2 separate regions of the Drosophila melanogaster genome follow, and region 1 is linked to region 2. Evidence: chromatin contacts called from public Hi-C data. All regions are on one chromosome and are shown on one strand. Each heading gives the region's core, a stretch centred on a gene start, on an enhancer-like site or on the middle of the called end of the contact. The rest is flanking DNA. Distances are from core to core; before and after follow the strand shown.

Region 1 (4,129 bases), core at 1,094-3,593, 380 kb before region 2:
GGATTGTCCAAACCTCACTGTCTGAAGAGCTGACAAACGTTGGGCAAGCAAACAAGCATTAATATTTCCCAAAATGGGACGAGGGAATCCTAAACTAATTTACAACACGTGTAATCGCCGGAGGTCGCTGACCGAGCGCGTTCCCATTCTCTAGCCGTTCTCGTTCCTGTTCCAGGCCAAAGGCAAACATCTTTTCTAACCGCCTAGATTGACAATCGAGATTGAATCGCACACATGCACACGCTCGAACGCAAAGACACACAGATACGGGACGTATCTGTATCTGTATCTGTATCTGTATCTGTGGAGCGAGAACCAGCGGAGCGTGAAAAGGTAAGGAATCGCTGCCGAAGAGCCGCAAAGAATAAGAGGGAGAAAGGAGCCTACGGACAAATGGAGGCACGAAACGAAGTAAAACGAAACCTAAGGAATGGAATTGTAAATAGCAATAAGTACAGAAGACCGGGCGAGGGGTTCGCGGGGCTTCGACTAGGGATCCGGATCGGAATGGGGTAGCGTCATAAATAATATTGTTTACACAAATGGTTCACGGCGATGAGAGCGACTCCTGTTCGCTGGCCAAAACGAAGACCCATCCCGCCACGTCTTTTGGGCCTTTATTTTGGGTCAACGGATCTGTTTCGATGCGATCCTACGCACCCCAGCTAAAAATAGCCACGATGAGCTCAAGTCGTCTTGTTTACGAGAAAAGTGGTAAACACGAAAAAGTTTCATGCTCGCCAAGGAGGAGCAACCCAAATTCCAGCTAAGCCTAACGCATGTTTACAGAGAGGGGAAATTTGTTTTCTTCAGGATTACTATTACTATTCGATGACTACTTTTCTATAGAATATATCCAAACCTTTTAGTGCATACACATCGTACCAAATTACTTAACAGGAACTTCACCTGCTTCAGTATTTGATAATTTAACATTCAAGCTTTCCCACCTAGTAAGCGTAGTTCCACTGTATTTCATATAATAGCAGGTGTCGAATTCATTTAATCCTAAATACTTGTACATATATTTAGGATTCGAATATGTTTTTGGCGAGTGTAGGCATGCGGCTAGTGCGTGCCTTCGAGCTGGCTGAGAGGACCGACGGGGCGAAGGGGGCCAGGCGCTGTAAAAGGGGAGCAGGCTTTAAGCCAAAACAACAACAGGTAGAAATCAAATAGAAAACGGAATAGACGAGAGACAAGGCGAACGGAGGAAATAGCGAGGGCAGCGCAGCGGCAGAGCAGCGGCAGCATGACGAGCAGCAGGCACTCGCACAGATACCCGCACACACACGCGCCTAGACAGGCGAGCACACAAATGCCGAGACACCAACACATGGGCACACCCGAGCAAAGTAGAGAGGAGAGCTCGGTTTGCCTATGTGCCAAGGCACTTCGAGTTTCATTTTATGTTTTGACCCCTTTTAAGTTCAAGAACCCTTTTCCTCACAACATCGCAACACACATGCGCAGGGCCGCCCTCTCTCACTCGCTCTCGATCTCCAACGCCAACTGAGCGATCGTTGGAGAGTTTCGGGCTCGACTCTGCCCCACTCTGCTCTAACCAATACCAGGAAACTCAATAGCTCGGAGAGAGCCTGAGAGCCAACTCTCCAAGCGGAAAGCTCAGCTCAGTGGAGACTTGGGGAGCAGGGATTGTTATTGTTATGAGGTGGGATTTCCAAGTTGTTTTTTTTTCTTGGGCGCAACAAGTGTATTTCGACTTTTGATTTATGCCTGCGGACTCCGCTCTCGAAACAAGCGGTTCGCTCTGCACTGAGCGGAATTATTAATTGATTGATGAACACTAATTATGTTAATTGGTTAATGAAATGCAATGTGTCAAGCGCTGAGCTCGTGGCTCAATTGCGTCGGCTGAGGCGGAGCTCTTCCGTCCTTTCTTCGCCACAAAAAGCTTTTCCCTACAGTAGAAAAAAATAATTGTATTTCATACTAGTGGATTTGTAAGATTTATTGTACTTAAACCTTGACAACTACTGCGAAAAATCTTTTCCAGTTGAGCTTAAAGGAAATTTATTTGAACGTACTCTACATTTTCATGTATGTACTACAAAAAATTAATCATCCGCAACTTTATCAGACAGAGAGATTGATCAGAAGGATACATTTGAACAAATAAATATATTTATAAAAGTTTTCGGCCAACACATATGGCGTCTTTATTAACTAGTATCGTTCAGTTATGGGGGTTTTACTGTATCCCCCGCAGGTACTGCGGTTACGAATGAGTCACTCAGGAGAAAAAGCTCTTTGGATCTCTGTGGATCAAGTGCTTTTGGGGAAAGCGATCGCAAAGGGCGTTGTCTGCCCCTGGTGATCTCATTGCAACGGGGATATTTGGGTATGTAGACGCCCAGCTCGGTGTACAACTATCGCTGTATCTATTTTGAATAAGCAGTTACATCCTCCGCGCAAAAATTAAATGATATTAGACACCAACACCGCCAACAGCTGTCTAACAACCGTTCATGGTCATTGTGCCATAAATGGCAAACGAAACGAAATTGAAATTAAGCAAATGAGTGGGAAACCAGACGCTGAAGCAGCCAAGGAGAAGAACACCGAGGCAGCAGCAGCATCAAAAGCACGGCAGTACATCAGCAATCGCAACGTCGGAAAACGAGTTGATGAAGTCGAGGTCCAAAAGCCGAATCCAAATCCGAATCCACTAGACGAAGGCGGATGCGCACCTAGAAGTCAAATGAGGAACTCTAGCGGATGCTGTGCCTCTTCAGCTGGCCCAAAATCCAACAACTTCAGCGGCGTCGTTGATCAGCGCACAATGCACACTGGAAAATAAAATATTTCCGAATATATTACAATATTGCAAAATGAGCGCTTGTAATGTGTTTAAAATGTATCAAACCCACTTTTCATACTTGTATCTAGTTAAAGTTACAAGGAACTGCACTCTTGTTTCTTCCTGTGCACGGGCCAACCGTGAGTTAACCGCATTGGGTTGGCGGTTAGTGATGGCCCACATGTCCCACGCTTCCATTTACATACTCACACAGGCGCACGTATCAAATCCAAGCAGCTAACGGTAACTTTACGCAATCCCAAGACAAGAATGCAGCGGAAAGGAGAGAAATCGGAGAGATACGGCGAAAGAGCGACGGAGAAAGGGTTTCTTTCAAATCAACGGGTATCATAAAAATAAATAAAATACAAATGTGCGACGCTTTCAACATAAAGAGAAAGATACCGAAGGAAGGGGATTTTGGGGGGGGGGGGGCGTAAGGGGGTTTCGAAGGGAGGAGCGACGTGTAAGTGCGTGGGGGGAGGGTGCGGAGAAGCGGGACCAGGCGACGCATGTAAATGGCCGGCCATGTAAAGTTTACTTTCCACTTTTGGACGAAGCGTCAGGTGCGCCGCCTGCCAAACGGACAACGCTTTCGGTGCTTTGGGCGTGTGCCCATTTGTCGGAACCGCCATGCCACCCAACACACCTCCCCCCACCCACCAGGTTATATATGCACTCAGTCCCCAACGGGTTGCCTGCAGCAACTGCAACAGGTTCGTAAATAACCATCAAGTTGCGGGCGTAGCTGTGGGCCAAAGTCCTAAACGCGTCTCAGGTTTCAGGGCACCGATCCAAAGGCATACACTCAGAAAAAAAGGAATAAAAAAAACATAAATGCAAGCCAATATTAAAATATATTAATCGAGGTGGTACCATTATACTGGTGAGATAGGCTCATTTTGGATTGGCACTTTCTCGAACATTTTAAATCTTCCTGTCTTGGATTATTTTTTCCAGTGCTTGAACAGGTTGCGGCCTTAAAGGCAACAACAACCAGCCGTCATAACAGCCCAAGAAGAAAGCCCATCGTCCAAGTCGGTCTCAAAAATCCAGACTCGCTGCTCCACCGCCAGTCGTACGCATTTGAAGCGTTTTTACTGTTTACTGTTACGACTCTCGAAAGCGAAGATCGCCGCTCCTCACCTCTCCGCTGCTCCGCTCCTCCGCTCCCAGTTCAACGACCGAAAAACGGACAGACCCCCGAGCCCCCCGAGCACGTCGTCCCATTCCGGAGGCCCCTTCTGCGGCGTGGTTCTTCCTGACTGCCCTGCCTTTTCTTCTGGTTCGCCTGCTGGTTCGTCTAGC
Region 2 (3,983 bases), core at 112-2,611:
TCCCGAACCAACAATGAACTCTCTAACTAAGTTAAGAATTTTATGCAATACGTTAATGTGCAATAAACTGTTTGTTTGGGTGCGTATAGATTTTTTTCAGTGCATACCCGCCACAGAACTCTTGCATGTCAGGCACAAATAGCAAAAGAAGTCAGACAGGTAGGTTATCGCCATCGCAGCTTCATAATTAAATATTGTCAGCATGGAGGACGCTGCCTTGTTGCGGCCTGATGATGCAGACGATGCAGATGTGGCAGATGATTCAATTCCTGCTGCCGAGAACGCGTGCAACTTGATGGCCGAGAACAGGAAGTGCGAAAACTATTAGTGGCACTTATTTATTCATTAGAGCCAGTTAGAGACACCCAGCTAGCTGTGCTCCAATTATGCAGATCGTTGCGGCTGGAAGCCCCACAGCTGGGCAGCGATACGATGATTATAATGACTAAGATGAGGACGCATCAGGATGCAGGCACACGCTGCTCATTTCGCTATTTACACATTTGCATAATGACGACGCGATGTCATTGCACTTCGGCTGGTTCAATGTGCGTGATGAGTTATGGGCGGCGTACCACATGCTTACCTGCTTGAGATATCTTTATATGGGGTCTGCGAGGAGCGCGTTTTGGGGCAATCACTGGCTTATCAGCACACACAAATCAGAGCGGATACCGGAATGCTCATAGGACGAAGACACTTTTATGGCTAGATGTTGATTGTATGCAAAGATGATATTTTAAGTAGGGGAACGCTCGGTTCGGTTTTATTTTATTCCTCCGGCTTGCGCCACATGGGAGCTTTTTCCGAAGAACTGCGGCTCCCGCTCCCGCTCCAAAAACACACACACTCACCAACAACGAACACACACACGCCGGGCAATAATAAAAGCGTAAATGCTTATTTATTTGCAAGTCGTTCGCAAAATGCGCTCTTGTATAATTTATGAAGACCGCGCACACGACGTCGACAAGCTCGAGAAATGCGAAATGCTAAATCGAAAACCCGGCAACAAAAAGAAACCGAAATTGGACTTTTTATTTGATATATTCTCCGTTGATGGTCGTTTTTTGGTATCGGTCAGCGAGACCCTCGTAAAAAGTGCCCTTCAAGTCACAGAACCTGATGATTGTCCGGGGTCAGAGGTCAGAGTTTGCGGAGCAACTGCAGTCCATCAATCACAACTGCCGAATGCAGGCCGCCGAGTTTGCAGTTGGCCAACCGATCAAGCGGACCAAAACGACCGATAAATCCGACAGCAGCCGAAACCGAAGCCCAAACTCGATGCGAATTCCGATCCGAACCAAAACTCAGTAGTTCCGCTGCAGCGTGCGTTACGTGCGACGGTCCAACAGCAACTGGCCGAGCATCGACTTGGAGCCGCCTGGCTGAGCCCCCGGGTGGAACCTGTTTCTGGGGTGGACCGCGAGTGTGGATGGTGTTGCGACTCCGGAGTGGAGCAGGCGGCACTTTTGGCGCCAACTTTGGAGAGTTTCGAATGCCGGCTGGCAAAGAGAGAGCCATGGAGAGATGGCCGCAGAGAGCGCCGCCAGCACGTGGTGTGGCGCTAAGTACGGCTTAAGACTTGTATTGCAGGAATGATTCCAGATAAACACTTACGAAAATAAAGTAAAAGATAAAAAACGAAGGTAAATTAATGTTGTAATATGTGTGAATAATAATAAATAATTTTTAAAATGTACTACCTTATGTCTCAGCACATCTTATTATATTAATTCCTATCTTGCTGTATCCTAACCAATATTGTTTGCACATATATACACTTACAGTAACTACTATTTATAGTATATTTACGAATGACTGTAGCAAAACAAACCGCGAGATGTGTGTAGAGTTGGAGAGCGCATGCGCACAGCGAGAGCACAAACTCTGGGGGAAAAGACTCGAGTGGCGGCGACGAAAATAAATGCTACGGAATTGACAGGGGCGGCAGTTGGATTTGGATGAGTTCTTCTGGGGGGGGGGGGGGGAGATGCTTCAGACTGCGGAGAGGGGTGCTGGGACTACGACTGGGGTTAGTCAGCATCTGCTTTGTATCTTGCACGCCGAGTGATAGCTAAAGATACATGCCCATGCCGCCCCTCATCAAGCGGCCTTAAGTGCGCTTGTAGCTGTCTATCAGACAGAAATCACCCCATAGAACGTCGATGATCCGGGAAAAGAAGCCTGACGATCCGCGCAGAAGAGTACTCCTTCCTCGCCAGCAATTTGCAAACCGCAAGTGGCCGAGACGCATCGGAATTCGCTGTCCTCCAGCAACTGAAATCGACAAAATACACACCCCCCTGCCTATCGATCAGTGGTCATCAGCTGTGGAATTTCCTCGGAAATATTTATCTACGCTAATTTCCCTGCTTAACTTGGGCAAGTGCCGGGAAACCGCATCATGGGCTCGCTAGCAATTTTCGCCGCTCGCGTGCCAGCTTGTTGCAACATTGCTGCATTGCAACAGTGCAACAGTGCAACAGTGCACCATTGCAGCATCGCAAAACGCCTTTAACTCCGACTTCCCATAGAAAAGTTAGTTTCGGCTGTCCACTTTTGTCCAAGGGTCCGGAGATGCCTCCTCTTTGTGGCTCTGTGGCGTTTGGTTTATGGTTTATGCGCCGCCGTTTTTGGTCTATTAAAATGATTGCAGTATTTACGTAGCGCTCTTCAGCCATAATTTGTATTTGCTATGCTCATCATCATCATCATCATCATTGCGCAGGGGCCACTCGAAGGCGAAGGCGAAGGCACATCCTCCTGCTCTGCGGTTTTTCCGCCGCCTTCCCCTGCACAGAGGAATGCCCCCGGCATTTGACCCTTACCCAAAGTCTAAGCTCTTCTATTGCTATTGTTTATCTGCAACGAGCCAGGCCCAAAAACCAGTCTCTGCCATCGGGTTGCCTTCCCAATCTCAGCGGATTGTGCGTTCATAATTCTGGCCTTATCGCCCCTCTGGCGTCACAGTGTCGTATTTACCACGATTATTGATCGCTTAATACGAGTTTGCCGCTCTGCGTGTTTATTTGTGCAGCTTAGCGATACTGCGGCTCTGTTTTCTTGTATAAATATTTGTCGCATCGTGATCAATTACAGCTGACTGGGTTGACTGAGTCGCAGATACAAACAGAGTCGTTGACTCAGCGAGAAAGTCGGCTGGGAATTAAACTAATAATTGTATGTCAGGCCGGGCTTAAAACTTTCAGTTTCGCGGGGCGAGTGACTACTGAGTGTGTGACTGACTGGCTGACTTCATTCAAGTGCCAGTTTTCGATCATTGCAGACATTAATGCACATTCTCAGGCTAAAAAAAAAACGAAGCGAAGAAGAAGCTGGGGGATTTCAAAGTCAATCGACACGCCCACCGAGGACATTGAACTGGTGGCTTCGTAATAAAGTGTGCACTGAAAGAAATTGACGAGCTACATCGTGGTAATGATCATAAAAACAAGCCACTGAATGGAAAGGCGTGATAACTGATCACTTTTGTATTTTTCAATTTCCCTGCTTTAAGATTCTAAAATCTCTCTGTGCAACATTAAATAACCAGTTTAGTGTGGCAAATTTTTTGTTCGAACTTCCGCTTAGCAGGAACGCAGCCAATTTTGACAGATTACAAGGCAGCGAGTCGGCCCGAAGGCATCTTTTTGGCTTTTGGGTCTTGGGTTTTTGGGTTTTGGGTTTTTGGTTTTGGTAAGCCACCAACCGAGCAGAGTAAGAAGGTAAGAAATAACTCTAATCAATGGCCTCAGTGCAGGCGAGGCAATGCCATTGAACCACTGAGTCCGGGAATTGGTCCGAAATGCAAACTGGCTCAGTGAAATGGCCAACAGCAGCAGAATCGCCGCCCTGCTGCTTTCAATTACGTGTGCTGGCTACCAAAAAATTGCAAAATTCAAGCAGAGCCAACAAATTTATGGCCAGAACCGAATGAAAACAGACCCGTTCAAGATCTGCGTCCGCAGACGCTTGCCAAC

Evidence for each region. A called contact is a pair of places that touch in the nucleus more often than the background predicts.
Region 1: a Hi-C map of the Kc167 cell line shows a contact between it and region 2, with 1.9 times the contacts expected there. The contact joins the promoter of lncRNA:CR45564 here to the promoter of CG34347 in region 2.

What each region holds. Positions count from the first base shown.
Region 1 is chr3R:31,686,740-31,690,868 of dm6, reverse strand. It overlaps lncRNA:CR45564 (long non-coding RNA:CR45564), which reads left to right and starts at 2,343. Exons shown (of 2, transcript NR_125309.1): 1 at 2,343-2,362; 2 at 2,420-2,891. It overlaps lncRNA:CR45565 (long non-coding RNA:CR45565), which reads left to right and starts at 991. Exons shown (of 1, transcript NR_125310.1): 1 at 991-1,741.
Region 2 is chr3R:31,308,535-31,312,517 of dm6, reverse strand. It overlaps CG34347, which reads right to left and starts at 1,361. Exons shown (of 17, transcript NM_001382074.1): 1 at 587-1,361.